2 separate regions of the Zea mays genome follow, and region 2 is linked to region 1. Evidence: chromatin contacts called from public Hi-C data. All regions are on one chromosome and are shown on one strand. The core of a region is the stretch at or near the end of the contact, and the rest is flanking DNA. Distances in the headings are between cores, read along the strand shown.

What was found. A called contact is a pair of places that touch in the nucleus more often than the background predicts.
Region 2: a contact with region 1 is called in a Hi-C map of ear, with 2.0 times the contacts expected there. The contact joins the promoter of LOC103638632 here to the promoter of LOC100275619 in region 1. A contact is called at or near these places in 2 of 25 Hi-C or Micro-C datasets (ear and tassel).

What each region holds. Positions count from the first base shown.
Region 1 is chr9:86,938,655-86,944,339 of Zm-B73-REFERENCE-NAM-5.0, reverse strand. It overlaps LOC100275619, which reads left to right and starts at 3,114. Exons shown (of 5, transcript NM_001374076.1): 1 at 3,114-3,268; 2 at 3,744-4,497; 3 at 4,571-4,802; 4 at 5,502-5,578. The coding sequence starts at 3,754.
Region 2 is chr9:87,621,003-87,626,687 of Zm-B73-REFERENCE-NAM-5.0, reverse strand. It overlaps LOC103638632 (ARM repeat superfamily protein), which reads left to right and starts at 2,561. Exons shown (of 8, transcript XR_002265239.2): 1 at 2,561-3,058; 2 at 3,141-5,030; 3 at 5,124-5,264; 4 at 5,396-5,515; 5 at 5,606-5,685.

The DNA of each region.
Region 1 (5,685 bases), core at 1,865-4,364:
ATGCTAGGATGGAGAGAGAACAAGGGACTACGCATTTTGTGACTCCAAAATCTGTAGTCCTCTCCATCAAAATGAGGAGGTTTACCAAGTGGAATAGATAATAAATGAGCATTAGTACTTTGAGGAATACGAGAGTAATCAAAAGAAAAGTTCGAATTAACCGGTTTCTTTCTCTCGTATTCGTTGTGGTCGTCGTTCTTTTGGGAGGAAGTAGACTCATCGCTATCGTCGTAGTAGACGATCTCCTTGATGCGCCTTGTCTTCTTCTTCTTCCCATCTTTACGCTTGTGGCCCGAGCCCGAGTCAGTAGGCTTGTCATCCTTCGGCTCGTTGACGAAGGACTCCTTCTCCTTTTCGTTGATCACGATTCCCTTCCCCTTAGGATCCATCTCTTCGGGCGATTAGTCCCTTCTTGAAGAGAACGGCTCTGATACCAATTGAGAGCACCTAGAGGGGGGGTGAATAGGTGATCCTGTGAAAACTTAAACTTATAGCCACAAGAACTTGTTAAGTGTTAGCACAATAATTGCCAAGTGGCTAGAGAGGAGTCACAACAAAACACAATACCACAAGAGATCAAACATAGAGATGACACAGTGGTTTATCCCGTGGTTCGGCCAAGACCAATGCTTGCCTACTCCACGTTGTGGCGTCCCAACGGACGAGGGTTGCAATCAACCCCTCTCAAGTGGTCCAAAGACCAGCTTGAATACCACGGTGTTTTGCTTTGCCTTTCAATATCCCGTTTGCGAGGAATCTCCACAACTTGGAGCCTCTCGCCCTTACACTTAAGATTCACAAAGAAATACGGAGTAAGGGAGAAACTAGCAACGCACACAAGACTCAAAATCAGAGCAACAGCACGCACACAAGTCGCAACAAGAGCTCGCAACACAACTCAATGAGTTCACAACTCAACAAGAGCTCTAGATGCTGTCACAATGAACCAAATGCGTGGAATCGATGTCTTGGTGCTTAGGAATGTTGTAGGAATGCTTGGTGTTCTCCTCCATGCGCCTAGGGGTCCCTTTTATAGCCCCAAGGCAGCTAGGAGCCGTTGAGAACAAATCCAGAAAGGCCATCCTTGCCTTCTGTCGTCGGGCGCACCGGACAGTCCGGTGCACACCGGACACTGTCCGGTGCCCGATTTCCTTCCTTAAACAGCGCAGTCGACCGTTGCAGATCTGGGAGCCGTTGGCGCACCGGACATGTTCGGTGCACACCGGACAGTCCGGTGCCCCCTTCCGACCGTTGGCTCGGCCACGTGTCCCGCGCAGATCGCGCGGCCGACCGTTGGCCCGGCCGACCGTTGGCTCACCGGACAGTCCGGTGTACACCGGACAGTCCGGTGAATTTTAGCCGTACGTCGCCAGTCAATTCCCGAGAGCGGCCAGTTCGCCCGAGACAGCCTGGCGCACCGGACACTGTCCGGTGCACCACCGGACAGTCCGGTGCCCTAGACCGAAACAGCCTTTTGGCTGTACACAGCCAACTCTCCTCTTTTCTTCTTCTTCCCGTTTCTGATACTTAGACAAGTTTATTAGTACACAAAACCAATGTACTAAGACTTAGAAACATACCTTTGCTCTAGATTTGCACTTTGTTCATCCATGGGCATTGATTCACATTTAAGCACTTGTGTTGACACTCAATCACCAAAATACTTAGAAATGGCCCAAGGGCACATTTCCCTTTCAGCGGTGTTCCTCTTCTTGGTTGGTGACGTGGACGTCTCTCACGGCCTCAGCAGCGGCTCTAGTATCTCCGTCAACCTCCCGCTGTGCAGGCTCGGACGTGAGCAGCGGTATTGGTTTTCTGGGACAGAACTTCGTGTTCGCTGAGCTGGTCTTCCCACGTAGATAATCTACGTGTTGTGAGTTGCTTGTTGCCTCACTTTATTTACTGTTTAATTTTGTGCAATCTGCTAGTATTATATACTTGGTGTGATTGCACTATTGTGGGTGGATTTATATGCTCAATGATGATAGCGGTGTAGTGAGACAACGTGACAATCTGAATTTTAGTGTGTTGTTAATTTCAGCATCTAGTATATATTTGTGCCTAATTATATCTCTATTTGTTGAGGTTGTTTACCTGTGTTAAATTATGTTATTTTATTTAGTACACAACTTCTTACTATTTGTATTCATGCTTGATTTCTAGGCTTATTACATTTGATCTAAAACCCTGATTTGGTAAGGTATGATTGTCACGTTAGTCGAGGATCTCTGATCACTATTTAGCGTTGGAGGGATGTTTATTACAGCAACCCGCTATTTTGAGAGCAATATCAGAAGATAAACAATAATGTTTATGTACATAATCTGCCTTCTTCATCTACTAGCCATGTTTATTGTTGAAATGGACCTGAGTAGCTATTTTACATGTTTTCATGCCCTAGAATTGCTACTGTTCATTGCTGTTATATTTACATATGACATTTATCTGAATTATATGTTTGTTTTATTCGGAATTAGAATATTTAATATATTTAAATATGTTAGAAGCATGTCACTTATTTCTCTAAAAATACAACACAAAGGAAGACACAAAAGCACAAGCTCCAAATGCAGGAGTGGAAGCTGCTTTAAACCGCATTTTCATGCTTTAAACTGCTTTAAACTAAAATACGTTACACTATTGTTCATGTTTTTATATTGAACTGCATTTTGTTGAATGTGGACTTCATTTTGCAAAAAAAAAAAAAAATCATGGACTTCAATGTGATGTAAGCGAATAGATCAGCTGATACATTTGTTGAACGTGGACGGCTTTACAGCTAGAACTAGATCAACTGATACATTTATATCCAGATGTAAGTACATAGTGAAAAATGCGCTACGTATTAAATGACAGACATAACGAAAGCACACATGGTTTAGCCTTTAGAGGCTGCGAATCTTTTCTATCGCTACCGCAGAAACACTAGTCAATTCGTAGCGAACGCCCGTCATGGATGCTTACTTCAGCACACATCACACAGAGGTAGTGCCTACCCGCACGGCCGCACGGCAGTTCGTCACCGTGGTGGCGTATCCGCCACAAGCCCACTGCCCACAGGCCCACTGCTGCCGTCTCGCCTCAGGGCTCAGGCTGCAGGCTGACGACGCCAACGCCGCCCCTCCCGGCCTTGGCCCAAGTCGTCACCTCCTCGCCCCTCGCCCACGGCTGCGGCCACATTGTCGCCGGCTTGCCAACACGCCCGTGTAGATCGGCCGCCGCATCGCGCCACGCCGCCGTTTCGATCCCCCGCCAGGGCAGCAGGCAGGCAGGTGCCCTGCTCTTCCAGCGCCCAGGCAGAATCACTTGCATTTTTATCTTTTCTCATTCAAGTTCTGATCTTGCGTTTCTTTAGTGACTTTACTATGCCACCTGTTGACGGCCTCAAGCGTAATGTTGGTTAACCACTGAATGCTTCTGTTTCCTACAGAAATCCCTGTCCTAGAAATTCATTTCGTACAAACAAAATAACTGAAACGGAAAGAAGTGGTAACTTAGGTTCCGTTTTTCATAATATTTCTATGCTTAATAAATTCGCTCCAATTTACCTCCCCCAGCTCAGGGTAGCATGTGTCAGTTATGATACATTGAGGTTTACGTTCTCATCACATTATTTGGTAACATTGGATCGTCTGTTGCTGTTGGCTACCAATATACGTAAGAAACATTGGGTGATCTGTTAGATCACCTCAGTCACTGGGGAATCATTGTTGGCCCTTATAAGAAACCCATCTTGAATATAGGAATCTGGCGATGAAGAGTAAGAAAAGTGTGCACGGATCATCATGCAAGAAGGCTAAGTTGTTTGACGGCCTAATTGGTAGACATGGTTCTGAAATAGATCCATGTTATAAACTTTTTCTTGAACATTTAAGCAAAGATCGGAATACATATGTCCTTGATGTACCAAAGGGTGACCACGGCTTGCCTTTTTCTGTACGTTATGAGGAGGACTATACGTCCTATGGAAATACTAAGAGCAGAAGTAGTCCAAATTTTCCCAACCATTCACGGCGCACAAGTTGGGGCATTCCAGATGGCAAACAGCCTGATGTAAAAGCTGTCAAGGCTGCCAGCAGAAATATGTGTTGCTCCTTTTCACCAAAGAGATCATATGTGAAGAAGAAGACCACGACCTCACTAGTAGATGAATCTTATGAGTTATTTCTGAGCCTTGTGAAGTTCAAGGATGGTTTCATGGTTATTGAACCAGAACCAGGTGTCACCATTGTATATGAGCGAGAAGAAGATATGCCAGCTGGCTATGATGAATGGAGAACTGGCAGTTCCACAAATGAACTGTCTTTGGTGTCTCCACTTGAAAACACGGAGGGAGACTACACCATGCAAAGATATGATTATGGCCTTGCACCGGCTAACAAAATTTCTTCTGAACATGAAATGGCTGCACCTTCTTCAGAGAACATTGCTGGTCAGGATATTATTTGCACAGATGAGCATGGCCTTGTACTTTATGCTGAACCATCTGATTTAAATGTAAGATTCTTTTGCATAATTTCTGGTCCTCTTCAAATGCTGCTGCCTGTTATATAGCTGCCTTTTTGCCCAGGCATGTGAAGATGAACAAGCAACACCTCTTGCTATCAGCTACGGTGGTTCATCTACATTTGATGAAAAACTCAATGCTGTTTTAAGTCAACCATATGATCAAAACGAATACGAAGAGTTGTGGAGAAAAGCGACTGACCGGAAGCCTGTGAGCAGACAAAGACACTTGCGAAGTGCATCAAAGCGCTATGTTACAGAGGCAATCGGGCTGTCATATCTCGATTATTACCCTGGTATAGTTACAAAGCTTGGTAGGGGAACTTGTTTGTCCTAACGTGTTAATTGAACACCTTTCTATCCATCTCCGGCCACTAATTCCTGCTATTTGAATGAGTTGTAATAAGTAGTCTTAGTTTACAAAAGGAAAAGGCAGATTCCTGTAATTTAACCAGGTGGTTAACAAGCATTTAGTAACCAATTGTTCATTTTCCAGTGAACTGCATCAGCCAAGTGACATATGCTTTCATCATATAACTCTTACCACAAAAGGAAACTCTAGAGGCCTCAGTCTTTCCTCCATCATATGAATCCTTTCATCCATTTGAAAATGAACTAAGTCCCACAATAACATGATATATAGCAACCACAGAGAATATGACCTTGAACTTTTAGGTAGCTTTATCTTCGTCCTAGTTTTATTTACCATAGTGTTTTTATGGTATACATGTAATGGAGATACGAGTGGCCTTTCTGCTCGCAACTGAGATCTAGATTTTTATATATGTGATGCCTTGGCTCATGCATTTTGTAATGCATCATGTCATGATTCTATAGCAGTATTGAAGGCCATGCTTTCAATGTTGTGATGCAGAACTTTGTATTAAGTTTCCACCAATGAAATAGATTGATAGATTTCATTTTAGTACTTCTCCAGTTGATAGATTTCTTTTTAGTACTTCTCCATCTAGACTCATCTTTAGTTAATCATGCAGATCTAGCCGTACAAATAAAGTCATCTGATCGTGATAAGAGACTGAGCCTACTACGAAGGTTCTTCTTCTGGTTGGAGGTGATCTAAGTTTACCATCCTTTTTTCAACTTCCCAGTGCGTAAGGACTCTGCTGGTGAATTTGAAAATTAGTGCATCTGAAATTATTCACATGTGCTTTTCTTTTC
Region 2 (5,685 bases), core at 1,312-3,811, 680 kb before region 1:
CTTTCAGTTCACTGGATTGCTACGTGTAAGTCAGTGACCAAGTCTTCATGTCCGAGAAGTAACGGCGATCTGAATCGATTAATACCCAGCTGGGGATCTCCAACCACACGACATATTATCACTTAACCCTTGCATATGTCAACTCGCCACAGGATTTCTCAAGACCAGAACGGGTTCACGCCAACCGAGAGCACAGATACACCACCGTCCAACCTCTTGCCACGGAGGGTACACGCTACTCTCGCCATCTCTCCACTCCCATTGCGTGGTGGCCTTTCTGGTATTGGTCCGACCGAGGCAAAGCTTACCCATGATGAGGCATGTGGCCTATTAAAAGGTCCTCGATCATCAAGCCTACATCGACATGATCCTTAATCGACTGAGACGGAGACACTACATCGATACTTCCTTCTCGTGCAAGTCACCCGCCCGGTCTCAGCTTTATTATTTAAAACCCAAAGTTTGGTACCTGGCAGAGGTACATCTTTTCTGATGTTGAACCCATCATGGCCATGATGGATCCACCATCATCAGTCTTTTCTTTGTAAAAATCCCCATCCAGTGCGAAGCATCACCTTTTATTTTAAAACAAAACATTTTGTTTTCTAGAGCAAGGCTAAGCATCATAAAAAGCCTTTTCATAAAATGGAATCAAGGAATGGTGATCAATTTTCCATGGAAGGAAATGCATCAATTGTTTAGCACATAACTCCTATCACCTAATGCATCATATAAGGTAATAAAGATTTTAAAACACAAGGAAAGGGATAATGCACCGTGGCTTGCCTGGAATAACACTAGGTTAGTGTTTGTTAGACGAGACTTGCTTGTCGACCATGTCTCAGCCTAGCACTTGCTTGAGTTATCCATCTTCAGGTTCGTCCATCAGCATCACCTCGCGAGTGGCTCACACTTTACAGCATCTTGTGGTCGACTCAGCTTTGGTCCTTGTCCTTTGATTCGTACGATTCTCAGCTAGCGTACCTAATGAGATGCATGGTGCATATGAATGGATATAAGCAGGAATATCACAAACCTAAATAATGCTACATCTCAATTTCATCGAAGCACACCTCGCATCACTGGTATTTCTAACTTAAATTTCATGCGCATACGAAGCGTCTTATTTCACGATCATAAAACCAATAGTAAAAATAGCGAATCGGCTCACCACATCTCAATTTGATTTGATATTTGCCTGAACGACGATAGCCTTTAATTGAAGTCTTTGATCGAACACTTGGTGAGCCATGCGCTACAACCTTCTTCTCCAACCAATTTCTAGGACCTTTTTCTCCTCCAATCACGCACAAACACACAAATAATTAGTATCTAATCAATCGACGCTAGGCGAGAACAAGAACCGAGAGTCTCACCGGCGATAAGCGCAAACGCGACCTGCACATAGGGATGGGAGGTAGGCTGACGAGGTTGAGGTGGTGGCAACGACCGGGTTGACTACAAGCCGCGCGCAATTGAAAGACCGATCATCGGAATTGACAAGCACGTCGAGACACAACGCGGGTCGACGACGCACAATATACGCAGAAAGGCACTAGCCGGAGGGCGCGCGGTAGTGAGCTTGCAAGGGCGAACAGCTCACGATCAAGCGACGGCGAGCACGAGACCGAGGCGTGCTGCACGTCAGCGACTGACGAGGACTGAAGACCGGCAACGAGGATCCGAGGAGCGAGCTGCTGGAACAACGCTTGAGGAAGAAGAGCCAAAGGTTGAAGACGACGTTGCGCGGGGGACAAGCGCGTTGTCCGGAGGAAGAGGATGGTTGACGGAGAAACAAAGACGACTGCGGATCGATGAGCTGGAGCGGCCAGAGGTGCGCGGTGGTGGAGGAGGGCGCTGGAAACCGGGCTGGGCGCCATGAGAGATGGGCTTGGCGAGCATCGGCGGCTGGAGAGGGCGCTCGGCCATGGGGGAGGCGAGCACTACTAGAGATATGCTTATTTAAGACGCACATTTTAAGATGGATATCAGTGCATTTTATAGAAGCGTCTTTTATCAAATGGTGATGAGTAAGGTAAGACGGTTTGTTAGAGATCCGTCTTTAATAAAGAAGTGTTTTGAGACAAATACATCGTAAGAAATGTCTTATATCTATTTAAGGCAGATCGTTATTGAAAATCGTCTCAAATAAATATATCTTTTGAGTCATTAAGATTAGAAGAATTGTCCTAGATTTTGGTTAGTATATTAGACACTTATATATATATATATATATGAAACTATCTCAAATAAAGATATTATTAGAGTCATCTAGACAATAAGAACTGTCTTAGATGTTAGTAAGTATAGTAGACATTTCTAAATATGAAACTGTTTCGTATGATATTTAAGACTTAGATTCATACTAAATAATCCTATCATCTAAATAGTTCCTTCTAATTAGGTTTTTTAAATCAAACCTGAACCCACCTCTCTCCACGCCTACGTTTGTCATTTACGATGACACTTCACCATGCTTAGCATGATGCGTGTAACATTTTTTATATTTTTTGTCTTCACTTTCTCGCCTGTTACCATGGGCCTCGACTGGAGACTGCACCTCGACCGATTCAGTTTGGACCCCGCTTCCCTCCCTTGTTCGTCCATCCGTCACAATGGTCACACGGCGGCTCCCAAACCCTAAACAGCGGTGGTGCCCCTACGCTTCAGCCTCGACTCAGTATTCCCCCTTCCCCGCTTCGACAAGTCTCGTCCCCCGCCCCCTTATTCCATTACAAGCAACTCCGCCGGTGCCACCGCTGCTGGTGGGACAGGCCGCCGCCGCCGCTGCTGGTGGGACCTACCGCCTCGCGCTCCGCATCCAGCGCCGCCTCATCCCGCCCAACCACCCCAGGATACGGGACTTCGTCTACAGGTACTGCCTTCGCCGAGCCCCGCTGTCGTGCGTCCGCGCTCAGGACGCCGTCGGTCACTGCCAGCCAAACAGGATCAGCGCGAGCAGCCAGTGCAGGCACATCTCCTACTCCTACGCCCCGTTCCCGTCGGTCACTGCCAGGAGGAAGGGTGTCTTCCGCGAGGACATTGCACAGCTGATGGTGTAAGGATCTAAAATACTTGTCAGCGATCTCGTATACTGTTTTTTTTTGTTTTGTTTTGACTTAGTGATTTGCCCAGATCAGATGTCTGATGTGTCTTGGTTTAATAATAAAGAAGCGAGCGAGCGCAGAGGAAATTGTCACTGCTGCTGCGGTTTAGGATGGAGTAATATTTTAGCCTTGATTTTGACATCCTTTTTTGCAGAGTAGTGGATCAACATTATTCAAAATTTTGCTCATGACGTCTGATATGTGGACAGTTGCCATTCAAGTTTTACTCTATCATCAATAGGTGAAGATTCCTGATCCAGAATACTTGTGTAAGATTATTAACATGTTACCCAATAATAATCTTACATAATTTGGCCCAACCCAAAGATACGTTAATTTAAACTCCCTAGATTATTTTGTGGAATCCCAACAGAGTTTATTCATTTGCTTGTACTCTATGAAGTGGAAGTTCTTGAGATGCCAAAAAGCAGGGAAGTGCGGACATAACAGTCAAGATGAGCTACTTAAAAGTGAGGATAATTCAAAGGAGCGTGGTATCCCGAGAATATGAACACTCCAGAGATGCAATATTTGAGGTTAGTATGCAGTAGTCGAGCCTGTTCATAGTTTATTGTTCCTGTTTTCTAATCTTGGTCTTATGACTAATAATTTTTAATGAGTGGTTCTAACTGGACTGCATCCAAATGTAGTCATTGGCTAAGCCAAAATTTGAATTTCATAAAGTAACTAAGATCGGTGTTTGTCCGGATTGTGACAAGGCTGTAGCTTTCCCCTTAATCGATCAGACCATATCCTAGGATTAAGGATGTGCAACAGAACCCTTTTGTTGTCGACGATATCAATGAGCTTCGGTTTTTTTCACATCCATAACTATATACCAAGCCTTTCTGCCACATTTGCAAGCCACACCATCGCTATGAATAGAAAAACTATTATGCTAGATCCATCTTCTATCCGCATATCATAACCATAACGGGTCCTTCAAAATTTATTTGTGACCTTTATGCTTTGATATTTGATTGGTAAGGGTCTACAGGATCTTATGACCTTATTTACCATCGCTCTGAGTTCGCAAGGCATAAATATTATGGTTCTTGTGAACTCATCCTCCTACATGTAACATGTCGAGTGAAGCCCAAGCCTGGCCCAACAAGGAGTCATGTTCTTTGCAGAACAACAATAGATAGATGCCATTTAAACTAAGTTGATGGTTGTTTCAATATAACACTTGAAAGAACAGACCCAAGGATGTAAACTCAAGTGTTACTACCCCTCATGCAAAACTCAAACTAACAAGAAGATGGTCTCCCCAAAGGCAGTTGCTCACAGAAAATTTTTGGGCAACTCAATCTGGTATACCATCACATGTCACCAAGGTGCTATTTCAAATCAAAACAAGTTAAAAATGTACATCTAACAAAGATACCATTGTCAGATCTTTATACAACACAACACACCAATGTTGCTATTCAAAAACTGTTGCTACCTGCCTAGAGCCCAGTTCTCCAACCTTTCCATGTCCGGGGCTGGGTGCCTGGGTCTGCGTTAATGCTGGACAGCAGCTTGTGATTGTTTAGTGTCTGAAAACTCTAGCAAAAGTCTGGTGGCAAACAAGGTTCTCAATTTAGACATATCACTGTGTGGTAGCGTTTGCTCCTTAATTCTATTTCTAAAACATCTGCTTATTGGTGTCCATGTGCTGGTTCATATGCAATGATGTTCTTTGTTTGTGATGGAATCTTATGATTTTGCTAAAATGTGCATTGTTTTAGTGGTACTTCCAAACAGTGGCCACTAACCATCATGGTGAGGATGCATCATCAGTAGCAGTCAGAAGTAAGAAAGGCTTAAAGACGATTAGACATACCACTATGTTTATTTACTATACTATTATTTTGATGTACTAAATGATTTCATTTGAGTTATTTTGGTGTTTTGATGGCATATGGAGGCCTCCAAGATGTAAGATATTCAAAATTTACCCTTCTAGTGTGTCTTATTTTATGAATTGGTTTTATAAGAAAATGCTGATTCATTTCAGTATCCATCTTGCAGTTTTTGACTGAAAAGAAAGATTTAACAATTACATTGATCAGGAACCGGATTCTCCCATTATATTCTTTGGATCCTTGCAGCCCATATTTGATTTCAATGGCTAATTGGGTTATTGGTCAGCTTGCGATATGCCTACCAGAGGTTACATGTTTTTCTTGTTTTTAAATTCCATCATCTCATAGGACATGCTGGATCAAAGTAGAGGCTTAATGTAATATGTATATCCCTCTACATTATACATTTCACTTTATTTCTTGTTTGCTTACCTGTAGGACATGAGTTCTAGTATTTATCAGTCCTTAATGAAGGCGTTGACCATGGAGTATGTGGAGGACATAACTTGTTATCCGGTTTGTGCCTCTGCTTCTGGTGCTATTGCAGAACTCATCGAGGTAAGACTGAGTCAATGCAGTATTTTGCATTGTAGTCTACTTGCACCTGGAAATATGAACTGATATATTTTGTCTCTGTTTTTTTTTCAGAATAGTTATGTTCCACCTGACTGGCTCATTCTTCTGCAAGTGGTTCTGAAAAGAATAAGTACTGGAGATGAAAATGAGTC